3 separate regions of the Sus scrofa genome follow, and regions 1 and 2 are each linked to region 3. The links are chromatin contacts, called in public HiChIP or PLAC-seq maps. All regions are on one chromosome and are shown on one strand. The core of a region is the stretch at or near the end of the contact, and the rest is flanking DNA. Distances in the headings are between cores, read along the strand shown.

Region 1 (4,519 bases), core at 1,164-3,663, 530 kb before region 3:
GCATGTAGTAAATTCATTACAAGGATGTAAACTTAAAAATGATTTGACATATGGATTTTTCCTCTTCTCTGTTTTATTACTATTGTTTTTCATTAAAAAAAACCCCAACAAAATCTTGTCTGACATCATTTCTATGGATGTTATTTATTTATTTATTTATTTATTTATTTTTAGGACTGCACCCATGGCATATGGAAGTTCCCAGGCTAGGGGTCAAGCGGAGCTGCAGCTGCCGGCCTACACCACAGCCACAGCCACACTAGCAACACATCTGCGAACTACACCACAGTTCACGGCAACGCCACATCCTTAACCTACTGAGTGATACCAGGGATTGAACCTGCATCCTTATGGATTATAGTAGGGTTCATTTCTCCTGAGCCACAGTGGGAATCCTCTGTGGCTGTTATTGATTTCACTCATTTTGATTCTTTTCCCTCATTTTGATATCCTTGCCATATTTTAAAAACTTTTGATGAAGTCAAAGAATTCATCCTTCTGGAACTGGAATTCATTCATTTTGGAATTGGAAACCTGATTCTACTCAATTTTAACAACAATTTTTCTGTTGTCAGCGGATCTTGCTTAACTCAGAGCAATGACTCATCAAGCGGCCTTATCTATAGCCACTAGATGGCGCTCACATGCTATTGTAAAGGGATACTGAAGTTAAACTATTTGGAAAAACAATTTGTCTTCATTGAAGGTAAATACAGAATTAGCCTTACAACTGTACAGGCTTGGGGATTACAGATTTTTCTTGCCCCTTCACTTTTCTTGAGTGAATTTTCCACTAGACATCATGATTAAGCACAGGGACCCCAGAGTCAGGCTAAGTTCAAATACTGTCTCCATCATTTGCATCTAAATGACCCTGAGTAGGTCAGGTCACTTCAGTGTTCTCACCTACCAGATGGGTTAGTAATAACACATACCCCAGAGGGTGACATATATTAAAGCGCATAGTCTTACATGTGCTTGATTTTAAAAATTTATATATTTTTCTCCCCCCCCAGCTTTATGAGATATAATTGACATATAACACTCTAAGTTTAAGCTGTACAACACGATGATTTGATACACATATATGTTGCAAAATGATTACCACAATAGGACTAGTTGTGTGTTTGCAGTATTTGCTAATATTTTTTTTTTCTTCTTTGTGGCATTGCTGATCACTTAAACAAATGTTTTCCAAATACCAGTTCAAGGACTAGCAATAGCAGAATCACTTAAGGATCTTTCATAAAATATAGACGTATGAGCTCCTTCTCTGGGGCATTTATTTCAGTAATTTTGAGATGGGGGTTAGGGACTTACAGTCTTTAAAACTTTTCAACAGGTGGTTCTGATGCTTGTCTAGATTTTGGAGACAGTGACATAAACTACCCAGAGATGTTGCTGTCTATCCAAGTCCAGTCATGGTGTAAGGACCTCATGTTATCTGTACACTGGCCATTTCCAAGTCCCAGTTCCCTTTTAACATGGAGTACGCGCCATCCAAAGTGCTGACTTTGGGATGGTTTCCTCCAACCACTATCTTTTAAGGCCGCCCCCTCCAAGTGAGGCTGAACAGCAGCCACTGTTTGTTTGGCTTGTGCCTTTGGTATTCAGCTGACTCATGGATAAATCAAGCTTGGGCTTTCCCCTGCTCCATCAGCTGGTCATAACGGACCTCCCATGTGGCCATGGGTATGAGCTAAGGGGAGGCACTGATGCAGCAATGGTGAATACCATGGAGATCTGGGGTACCTGCTGGGATAACTTGTTTATGCCCTGATCTGGATGCACCACTTTCATCTTACAATAGATGGCTGTTGGGTATGTGGCTTCCTGGGTGTGACGGAACCCAGCTCATCATGGATGGTTGATTACCTCGTGTCCCCTGGTTGGGGACAGCAGCATGCGGGGTGCTCTTTATTCTAAAGCTATATTGTTATTAGATGTAGTGGACATGTTTGCTCCAGAACTCTTAAGTTTCGGAGTTGTGATTTTCCCAATTTGGATTGCCAAAAACTCCACACTGTGTTTCTTTTCCATCACTAGTACTACTAATGCCAGAGGGTCTGCTGGGCCATGAAGCTTAGGCCATAGGGCCATTTATGCTGTGGCAGGACTTTTGCAGAGATTTCCCTGTTTTGATGGCCATTCTATCCCTTGTTATATGGATACGAGCAATATTCCCAACTGTGAAACTAGTGTCCCTGAAACCTAAAGGCTATTGTGCTGCAGTTTTACTTTTTTTTTTTTTAAGAAGGGGTGAGATAATAATTTGTTATTTACTTTGGCTGAGATATCCTGAAATGCCTAGACCCTAGACCTTTAAAAAGTTTGCTGATGTGGCCTGTGATGGTTAGTTCCCATTTTATTTATGGCATGAGTCTGACTTGTGAAGGCTTTGAGTATCCTTGACACTTCTTGCTCATCAGGTCTGATTTACATGATGTCACCCCCAGCCTGATATCCTGCAAATGCCCAGCTTGTCCAGGGCTCCTCAGACTATATTATGACAGAGAGAAGAGAGTTAGCATAGCCCTGGGTCAACACTGCAAATGAATACCGTTGTCTGTTCTGAGCAAATGTGAACTGTTTCTGATCCTTCTTTTTGATAGGGATGAAAGGACAGAGTTCCCAGATCAAAGGCTGCACACCATGTACCTGAGCCTGTGTTTAAGAAAAAATAGACTATCTGGTAAGGAAGCTTCAGTGCCAGCTGTGGCTGCTGCTTGTTTAAGTCTGTAGGAGTCTGTCACCCTCCAGGACCGATGTGAGTTCTGCAGGGCCCAGACTGATTAATTCAATGGTGATATGATAACAGCCACACTCTGCATCCTGTAGGTACTTAAGGGTAGTTCTAAGCTTCAAAATCCAAACCTCCCCCTCTAACCCATCCAAGGATACGATATCGTTTTTGATTTACTCTCTTGGCTGGGGTAGGAGACAGTTTAGAAACTTCCCCCTTGAGCTTCCTCACTGTGATAGCTCTTATTTGTGTAAGCCTTGGCAACCATCAGTTTATCTGTTCCTAAACACTTGGGGACTGGGGGCATGATTCTTTCCCACCAGGAGCTCTGAGCTTTGTCCAAGCAGAGCTGCCAGGTTTGGTTGAGATCCCGTGGAACCCTGCTATTTTCATGAATAAGTCCTGTGCCTGATCCTTAGCTTTCTCTGCAATTTGAATACGAGGGCTGAGTCTCTTTAGGAGCTGGCAAGGAGGACTTCTGCCTTTCACACTTAGCATTTCATTGATGGTTAACATCCTCAGGCTTTTGCTGTCACCCTCCCAAACATCAAGAGACCTGGACAACAGCCATCCAATCTTACCTCTTCAGAATGGCTCTTTCCTGTTTGTATTTCTCAAACAGCCAGTGGAAATGCACGGGCCATGCATTTCCTGCCCCAGTTCTCTGCTGCTTTGAACCTCGAGCTGCGTGATAGAGATTCACTGCTAGCTGGGCAGTGGGTGGTCCAGTTCTGAAATTATATTAATTAGCCTTGCTTTCTGGAACCACTTCTGGCATCAGGGTGGGTTCCTGAAGCAGACGGTGAGGGGCACATCAGCATGGTGGACGTTGGTTAGGGGCACTCTGGTGATCCAACCAGGGAGGAAGCAGCAGGGGCCAGAGGAGAAATTGAACAATGTGGCTCTTATCCCATGGAAGCTGGCATCGTTTTCAGAATCCTGCTGAGTTGGAGCAGGAGGTCAGGCTGCCATGCTCCTGACTTGTCAGCCAGTCATTAGACTTCAGGTTTTGCAGGAAAAGGGTGTGATCTCATGCAAGGTGGTTCTCATCAGCCCAGGGCAGCATCTGCAGAGCAAGGACAGTCCTCCCAGCTCTGCAGAAATGCACCTTTCAGTCCCGAAGGGGATCCGAAAAATGCAGAGGGTGGCCATGCCAATCACTCCCCACTATTTGTTGTATTGGGCTCCCTTCGAGCCTCACATGGCAGCGCTGATCCCTTTTTCTGGTGGTTGGAGCGAATGCTGAAATCGTGCCACAGATTGGAGGCAGCCCTTGGACTGGGGGTACCATCATTAGAAGCTCTCTTCTCATTGTCTCCGGAATGTTAAGTCTTTTCCATGGAGACATGCTATCCTAGAAGGCTTAGGCCACACTTGGCCATCTCTATCTCTCAGACACCAATTCTCGGGGGTGAATTGGAGCCTCCACCTGCTGCTGGGCTGTCATCAAGCCAGAAGCGACACTGAGACAATCTAGCTGTCCTCTGCACATTGGGAGCTGATGAAGGTGAATCGGGGGAGCTGCAGACACAGACACAACGGGCTCATGCAGGTTTTGAACTGCACATCCCAGAGCCGACCACAACAAAAGCCCCAACGAGGAAAGGTCAGACCCATGAAGTGCTATTTGTTTTCACGGAAACTTCATCCCTCCCACTTAACACCCGTCTAACCAGAAACGGAATCAATTACCACGTGTCAGCCTGAAACCTGACCCAAGAAAGAAAAGAAGGACACAACCTCCCCTGGGGGGTGGCAGGCGGGCAGAGGGGGCTG
Region 2 (4,524 bases), core at 1,673-4,172, 620 kb before region 3:
AAATTTCATAAGAGAGGTGATTCCTCCAAATCTAGAGGGTTCAGCTCGAGCTGGTGTTGAATGCAAATGCGACATGTTACCAGAGCTCAAACCATCCTTGCTACCCTTGTGCATAACTTCACATGGTACCTGACCTGGAACAGTAATCACTGAAGATGAGGAGAGTTAGGATTGAAAAGGGTAGAGTGACATGTTCATCAAGCAAGTGATCAGAGGCAGCACAGAGGTGTTGGGGTGTACAGGCCAGTCAGTTCCTTGTTAAGCAAGGCTTGAAGTCAAGGGCAAAGGTAAGGGTAAGAGGGAAGGACTTCTGCTTTTACAGGGAGCACCTTCAGGTTCAACTGGCTTCATTTGCTATACTTCTGCCAATTAGGTGAAGGGTTGCTCTAAGGAACCCACACTGACATGTGCCACCCCATCTTTCTAGGTGTGGAAGATGTCCCAGATCGTAGTCAAGTAGGCATCAAAAGACACACAGCCCAGTCAAGAGGACTCTGAACATGAAGGAGACACAGAAGAGGGCAGACATGGAGAGGTCAGAACCAGGGGATGGCTTGCCCCCAGCTGGGATGGCTGGGGCACTGAGGGGGATGGGGACAGTAAGGGCTGCCCCTGGCTATCTGTGCAGGTGACCCTCAGTGCTCAGAGCACATTGACCAACCCCGCCCCCTCCAATTATGGCCAAGCCTAAGAGTCTGCTGGTCATCTGGGAGCAGGTTTCCCTGCTTGCCCACTGTCTAAGTCATGTCAGCTCACTGTGTATCTCATGCCTCTCAGTTCTTTGCCAGTTAGTTTCTGAGTTAAGTCACTCCACTCCTGATACCAAGGTCTGTATTAGTTTCCTATGGCTGCTGTAACAAAGTATCACAAGCTGGGTGCTTAAACAATAGAAACACATTTCTTTTTTGATTTTTTTGCTTTTTGTAGCACATATGGAATTTCCCAGGCTAGGGGTTGAACTGGAGCTACAGCTGCAGGGCTACACCACAGCTCACAGCAATGCCAGATCCTTTAGCCCACTGAGCAAGGCCAGGGATCAAACCCGCATCCTCATGGATTCTAGTAGGGTTGTTTCAGTGAACCACGATGGGAACTCCTAGAAATGCATTCTTTACCACTTTTGGTGGTTGGAAGTTCAAGGTCAAAGTGTCAGCAGTGCTGGCTCTATGGAGTGCCATGAGGGAAGCTTCTGTACCAGGCGCTCTTCTTGGTTTGTAGCTGGTCATCTTCTCCTTTTCTCTCTTCACATCATCTTCCCTCTGAGTTTGCCTCTTTCTGTGTTCAAATATCTCCTTCTTTGAAGGACACAGTTGCATTGCATTGGGGCCCACCCTAGTGACCTCATTTAACATTATGACTCTGTAAAGACCCATCTCCAGATAAAGACACGTTCTGAGGTACTAAGGCCATGGAGCAAATGATAAGATGAAGATTGGTTTCATACTCTGTCTTTTTTTTCCAGACTCTCTCACTGCCGTCACTATGTCTTCTCCTGAAATGTACATAATATAGACACAGGCTTATTTCACTTATTGCACTTACAGAATAATTTAATGTTTCTTAGTCTTTGCTTATAAAATAAATGACATATCCTCTATTTTTCATTCACCAAAACCCCTCAGTAGGATAAACTCTAAGTTGAGTTGCTTTACTTGCATGGACCTTATAAGATCTGGCGGTTTGGGTTGGCGTCGTTCCTGCCTGGAAGAAAGGTACCAACTTTTCTTCCTTATAATTGTGCACAAACCTCTCTGGTGCTTAAAAGACAGAGTTTGAAGTATTTTTCCTTTCTTACAAAGGAAAGAAAATACGATGGTGTGCCATTTTATACATGCAATACGTTAGGACACAACTAAAGGTAAAAAGCAGCCTAGAATTTCCACATATTGATATTTCTTAGTGGTGGGAGGTAAGTCAAGGATGAAACATGCATGCACACACATGAACACACATGCACACGCATACACACAGAGAGATAGTTTCCTATTATTAGCACAGAAAATTTTTTGTATACTAATTATTGATGGACCTGAATCAGAGTATTATAGTTTTATATTTGCCTTTGGTTAGTTTGTGAGCATAATGCTTGAACTGATTAACATAAAGGATGGTATAAAATTAATTTCTATAACAATCAGAACAAGATTTATATAAAGTCACTTTAAAAGTACTATTTCTAGAGTTCCTGATGTGGTGCCATGGGCTAAGAATCCTACTGCAGTGGCTCTGGTTGCTGAAGAGACATGGTTCAATCCCCAGCCTGAATGGCACAGCCTTGGCTTGGATTCAATCCCTGGCCTGGAAACTTCCATATGCTGCGGCCGTGGACATTAAAAAAAAAAAAAAAAGCACTATTTCCTAATACTCAGTTTCTGGTTAAGAGGAAATGGGTGAACTTGTTATAAAAATCAAAGAAAGAAAACAATCTTGCAAGTATCTCAAATTTGGAATTATTGATATAGCATTTGCTTTTATTTTCTAGAACTTTTTGAAAATCATTGTCTTACCATTGGATAACAAATATTTTGGTCTTGCTTTGAGAGATGTTCTGTTTTGAATGTGGGATTTTGTTTTGTCGTTCATAAATAGAGATGACAGAAAGAAAGACATTTTCAAATATATTTACATATTTATACATTATGGAAAATTCTGATACAAATGTCATGCAAATTATTGAAAATTCTGTTTTTTATCTTTGTTTGCTGTATCCCTTCAAACTTAGCTTAGTGCCTGATACATTAGATATTTAATAATAATTATCAGATAAAACAATTGTAAATGAAGGACGCCTTGCTTTCTCTCCGTAGTCTGTATGTTGCCCTGTTTCACCCAACTGCCGCTAGATGTCTCTCGTATCCGTGCTAGATCTACATTAATACGCAGACGCGTTCCTGCCTGCAGATAATGCCTGAAGCTAAGGCTCGGAATCCTGTTGAAAGAAGGGCTCAGTTCTCCCTTTTTGCTGGGCACCAGTTCAAGTGCTCTAGACGACTTGTGTATACAGACGCGTCAGACAAAGCTGTGATGTTCGTGTAAAGTGGAAGAAGGAACAGAGGGCTATTCTCCTTGAGTCGGGCTTAGCTACCCTATCCTGGATGCTAGGAACATTTTCGAGTCAGCGAATTTTAAATTAGCCAAGCACAGACTTGAGTCACTGGTGTGAACACTCTCTCCCTTTCTCCCCTCACTTCCCCCCCCTCCCTCCTCCTCCTTCTCTCCCTCTCTTTCTTGCCCACAGGCCAACTTGCACACACAGCTTTGATGCACTTTCTGTGTCAACACACGAGCACTGGAGCCCTGACGGTGTTTAGGAGATAGTGCATTTGTGAACTGTTTATCTGTGATTCTTGGGGGCGGAATCATCTGTTGTTGAAGAGACAAACCTACTCTACTGGCACTGCTTTGTGGTCAAACTTAATCATCAGAGTAACTGAAAAGTAGATTAGCGTTCCCGGACTTCTGTAAGTCTTTCCCTTGGGGTGCAGACTAGTCAGACTAGAATGCCTTGCGGGGCCGGGGAACGCGCGAGGGTTGCGGCATGCAGGCTTCACTTAGACATACTAACATCCATGTAAAACAGGAACACTGAAAAGGAGTCTTCTGGATAAATGCATTTCTTTGAATAGCCGTATTCCCCACCTTCCAATATGAATGATACATTTCACTGTAAAAATTTGAAAAAAGGAGTATCATGAAAATAATATTCTTAGCGTTTAGAGACAAAATTACATCAGTTAATTTATAATTTACATCTCCTGTGCATTTATATTATATTATGAAATACTCCCTTATAATATCCCATATTATTCTCTTTAAAAACCCAATTTTCAACAGCAGCGTAGTAGCCCATCTTTTGCCCGTGCTTCACTTGTTTAATCATTTTCCTATTGGCAGAGATTGAGGTTGCTCCAAATTTACTTCAGAAATGATGCTGAAAGATATTTTTACATATGCATTTTCCACCTCTCTGATTGATTCTTTAAAATAAATATCTGTAATTGGATTAAAGGAGGACACATGTATTCTTTTTTTAAAGTTTTATTGAGGTATAAATAATTAGTTCACGTATTCTTGATATGGAAGCAAAATGCAAACGTCCTCAGAGAAGAACTCTCCATCCTTTTGGTTACATTTTTATTTGTTGTATCCTTTCAAATGATATTCCTTTTTGTTATAAACTCAGGGCCGATCAGGGATTCTGAAACTAGAATTGTGTCTAAATTTGGAAAGTATTTCTCAGGCAGCATCGCTTCACAGAAGACAACATTAGGGTAGGAAACTCAGATTGTTCTGTTTTGCAAATAAGCTGTTTTTCTCCTTGCCTTACACAGTATTTCCTGAAAGCTTAACTCTAGTTTCTGTCAGAAAAGATTGCTGTTTTAACACGGCTGCTTGGGTTCAATTACCCAGCTTCATAGCGTTTAGAGGGTCTTTTTGTCACTAGGAGAGAATCGTGAGCAGCTACCTGTACACTATTGTTATTATTATTATAGCCAAACTCAAGGCACTTGGAAATTCCTGGGC
Region 3 (4,050 bases), core at 89-2,588:
GAAGACGAAGGAGAAATGGGACAGAGTGGGCAAGAAGCAATAGAACAACAGCAGAGAGTTTAATTTTGAGAGGTCTGTGCACCAGTGGAGGAGGAGTTGGATACAGTAGCCTGGAGCTCAGCTGAGAGCCGTCACCATTACAATGGTTTGTTCACCCTGGATGGATGCGCTCACTCGGGGGGCGGGGGGGCAGGGTGTGTGGAGAGAAGGACCAAGGAAAGGAGGACCACAAGCAGGAGGATGGGTGTGATCATCCCACTGTGACAACAGGAACCTGTGTCATCTAACAGGTACCAGGGCAGACCTCACAGTGCTTTCTCCAAAGGCCCTGGGATCTAGCCTCCAATATGAGACAGTCCCTCATTTCTCTGGGTGTAGCCCTACCATTCACATCCCTCTAAAAATGCCAGAGTGGATAAGCCATTTTTATAATAAAAGAAACCAACTTCTAAAAATTGCCTCATTCGATGCTTACTAAGGATCTGCAATAGTAACATGACCATCTGACAGGTGTGGAAACTTGGTTTGGGGTTAAGAAATGTAGCCTGTGTCAAACAGCTATTAAATGTCATGAGTAGAGCTTGATGTCAAGGTTCCTTCCAGAGCCTGGGCAACAAACCATAGAAAGAAGAGAATGAAGGCAGCATCTGGTTACAGTTTATGCCATCAGTTAAAGAGACTATCTCCCCAAAATGGGAATACAAAAATCACTCATGCATTGACATCGCTGGCAAAACAGAACATCAGCTTCTCAGGGTGTGCAGGTCAAGTTTGCTCCAGTTACAGGGGATCTGGTTAGTCCTGGGATTAGAAGGTCAGGGAAGGCTTTGAGCTTGGCGAGAAGCAAAGGCAAGGCCAGGTATAAAGATCCTGAGAGGAACACAGACCAACTGGCCCAACGACAAAGTTCAATGAACAACAGAGCCCCCACATCAGCCCTCTGCCGAGGTGTTTCTGTGGGTCACCCTGGGAAGCCATCTCTCCTGTGCTTCACTGCGAACAAAACTGGGACTTTTCCCAGAATCCGTCCCATGTCCTAGACAGATCATTTCATGTAAATCCACATGGTGAATAATTCATACTTCCTCCTGTGGCCTGTCCAGTAACAATGATCCAGTTCTTCTGTGATCATCATGAATATCTGAGTTAAAAGCTGTCTTATCAACACCCTATTCTAGGATGGTGCTGTCAGTGCGTGAGACCCAGAGTGGGAAAAAAAATCCAATGGGAAATTCCCTAAAAAGTGCTCTTTCTCAATGAGGGTCAGTGCTGTTCAGCGCACTGCATCACACACACACACACACTGTCACATTGTGATATTCTGTTTAGTAATTATGATAACATATTTGGTTCCTTTTCGTGAAGTATACCATCCGTTTTGATTCACCCTCATGCATCTGGACAGCAAGGTTTGTGGGTGGTTTTCTCTTCTGTGATGATATCTGTGACACTCAACTTACATGAACTTTTTTCGGCATATTTTGAATTCTAAGAAAATCAAAACAAAAAAAGTAGGTGCGTCAAGACTTCCTCTTTTTCCGGGACATGTCACCTCTTTCCTATGTCATCATTATTTCTCTTCCCCTTTCCTCCAGTACCCAATTATTCTTGTCTTCAAACTGCACTGCTCCTTTCCTGCCCAAACCCCTGTGTATTAGTTTCCTGAGGCCTTCAGTACAAAATACCACAAATCAGGTGGAGAACAACAGAAATGGATTCTTTCACACTCCCAGAGACCAAAAGTCCAAAACCAAGGTGTCATCGGGGCCGGGCTCAGCCCGAGACTCTGGGTGGAATCCTCGCTTGCCCCTTCCAGCTTCTGGTGCTGATGATACTCCTTGGGGTTCCTCGTCTTGCATCTTCGTCACCTCGTGCAGCTCACTGCTGCCTCTTTCATCAACGTGGAGTTTTCCTTGCACATCTGCATCCAAATATTCCTCTTCTTATAAGGACACCGGTCACATTTGGATGAAGGTCCACCCTAATAATTTTCATGTCAGCCTGAGGGCATCTGTGAAGACCCTAGGTCCAAATAAGGTCACAGTCACAAGTACCAGGTATTAGGACTGTCACACATCTTAAGGGACACAGTTCAGCTCTTCAACCTACAACACCCTGTGTCACTTATGGTTAGTTGTGGTATGAGGTCAAATACTCCCCCAAATATGCCTTAAATTTCTTAATAGTATATGTATTGAAAGCTGTATAACTTAAATTCCCTCAAGGACAATTAACCACACAAATTACCTTTTCAAACTAAAATGTTAGTCCTTTGAGGAAACCTCTGTATTAACAAGCATCCTTACATGCATACACACACGGTTTTTCTCTGTCTTTTCTCACCCATTTATTTCTTTTTTAGGGGATTTAATCATGTTATAATACATGTTTTGAATTGTCATACATATGAATTCAAAAATCAGCCTTATTCTAGCTTTGCTCTTTTCCATTTAAAAATCAAAGAAAGAGACTAAAATGTCTGGCCAGTGAAATCAGCCACCTGTGGTGACCCCTTCTTATTTTCCCTTCTGGCCCTCCTTTCAGCCCTAGCAGTCTCAAGAGCAGGACGACTGTGTAGACTCAATATTCTGTTGGCAGAATGCTGTATCAGTTAAGAGTGTGGACTCTGGAAGGCAGAAGAAGAGATTAGAGTCAGGCTCTCACACACTCATGACATGTTTTGGGTTCCATAATTTAGCCACCATCAAGGGCTCGTTGTGATGATGAAGTGAGATGATACACCGAAAGTACTCAGCCCAGGCCTGGCTCCTAATAATTGCTCATTTAACATTTAACACTAGCTGGCTATATAAGCAGTATATATGTGATATGCTAAAATTAATCACTAGTGGCAACTTTTAAAATAATATACATAAGAGTTACAGAAGGAATTGTGTAATTATTTTTAAAATCTTTTCTGAAAACACCTGATTTAGATTTTTTTCCCCTACCTTTGGCCACACCCATGGAATGTGGAAAATCTTGGTCCAGGGGTCAAATCTGAGCCTTACCAGCACCCAGAGCTGCAGTGACAAGGCCAGATCCTTAACCTCATGAGCTACCAGGGAATTCTTGCTTTGACTTTTGAATAAGAAAAAAGTTTGGAAACTTGTATTTGAAGAGTTTCTGAAAATTAGCGAGTTTTAATTTACTTTGTTGTTTTTTTTTAAGTCCTCAAATATTATGGATCTTGATGTGGGTGAGATGCTCTGGACTATGACCCTTCTTAATAAGAGTTTCTAAAAAGCATCTAACTTTGATATTAATCTCAGTAGCAAGAGATAGACTTCTGCTCAGAAAGACTGTAGGATGTGGAGGCAAACAGACAAATTTGCATGTGACATTGAGCAATCACTGAACATTTCTGAGCCTCAGTTTCTTCATCTTGAAACTGGAATTTCAAGAGCTGAAAAGACTGCCACTCAAATGCTATGACTCAGAGTTTCAAAAAAAGAGAATGTTCCTTATTTTCCATAACTGATCTCATTCTGCGTTGGAGCTTCCCTATTCCCTTATGAAAGGGGAAGAAGAAAATTCAGACTGGTCTGTATGAGTACCTTAGTCTCTTCTGGTTTAAAATATGCTCTTTCAGATTAATTCAGTCACTTCTGAGTAAGCGGTCAGTCTTTTGAGGATTTAAGTTCAATTTGGGATTTCTCCTTGGGGCCATCACGATCCTTGTTGGACATCATCCAGAAGTGGGGTGCTGGAAACACTTTGGGTCCTGGTGCTTCCCCCTGGGTTCTCTCTGGTCCATGAAAAGACCCCAACACAGAAAATCACTTATATAATTCCATGTATATGAAATGTTCAGAGTAGTTAAATCTGTAGAGAGGAAATAAATTAGTTGTTGACAGGGGTCAACAGGAGAAAGGAAATGGTGGATGACTGCTAATGGATAATGGATATGGGATTTCTTTTCGGGGTGACAGCAATGTTTTGGAATTAGTGGTGACAATCATACAACTGCATGGATATACTAAATGCCACTGAACTGTATAATTTATAAAGGGGAATTTTTTGGTATGTGAATTGCATCTCAATTTTTAA

Evidence for each region. HiChIP or PLAC-seq counts read pairs in DNA pulled down with a chosen protein or histone mark.
Region 1: an H3K27ac HiChIP or PLAC-seq map of alveolar macrophages shows a contact between it and region 3. The contact joins two enhancer-like sites. A contact is called at or near these places in 1 of 47 Hi-C or Micro-C datasets (embryonic fibroblasts) and 1 of 2 datasets of contacts at active chromatin or transcription factors (alveolar macrophages).
Region 2: a contact with region 3 is called in an H3K27ac HiChIP or PLAC-seq map of alveolar macrophages. The contact joins two enhancer-like sites. A contact is called at or near these places in 1 of 47 Hi-C or Micro-C datasets (embryonic fibroblasts) and 1 of 2 datasets of contacts at active chromatin or transcription factors (alveolar macrophages).

Annotation. Positions count from the first base shown.
Region 1 is chr13:199,387,690-199,392,208 of Sscrofa11.1, reverse strand. No RefSeq gene overlaps it. Among named protein-coding and RNA genes, the nearest start is that of SETD4, 200 kb to the left of the region's middle. Within about 2 kb of position 2,413, at least 5 of the 83 cell types and tissues checked have an H3K27ac peak or open chromatin away from gene starts, as enhancers often do. A contact at or near this core is called in alveolar macrophages, where this site is marked.
Region 2 is chr13:199,471,784-199,476,307 of Sscrofa11.1, reverse strand. No RefSeq gene overlaps it. Among named protein-coding and RNA genes, the nearest start is that of SETD4, 120 kb to the left of the region's middle. Within about 2 kb of position 2,922, at least 17 of the 83 cell types and tissues checked have an H3K27ac peak or open chromatin away from gene starts, as enhancers often do. A contact at or near this core is called in alveolar macrophages, where this site is marked.
Region 3 is chr13:198,853,874-198,857,923 of Sscrofa11.1, reverse strand. The region is part of intron 1 of LOC106505851 (a long non-coding RNA gene); the gene reads right to left. Among named protein-coding and RNA genes, the nearest start is that of RUNX1, 220 kb to the right of the region's middle. Within about 2 kb of position 1,338, at least 4 of the 83 cell types and tissues checked have an H3K27ac peak or open chromatin away from gene starts, as enhancers often do. A contact at or near this core is called in alveolar macrophages, where this site is marked.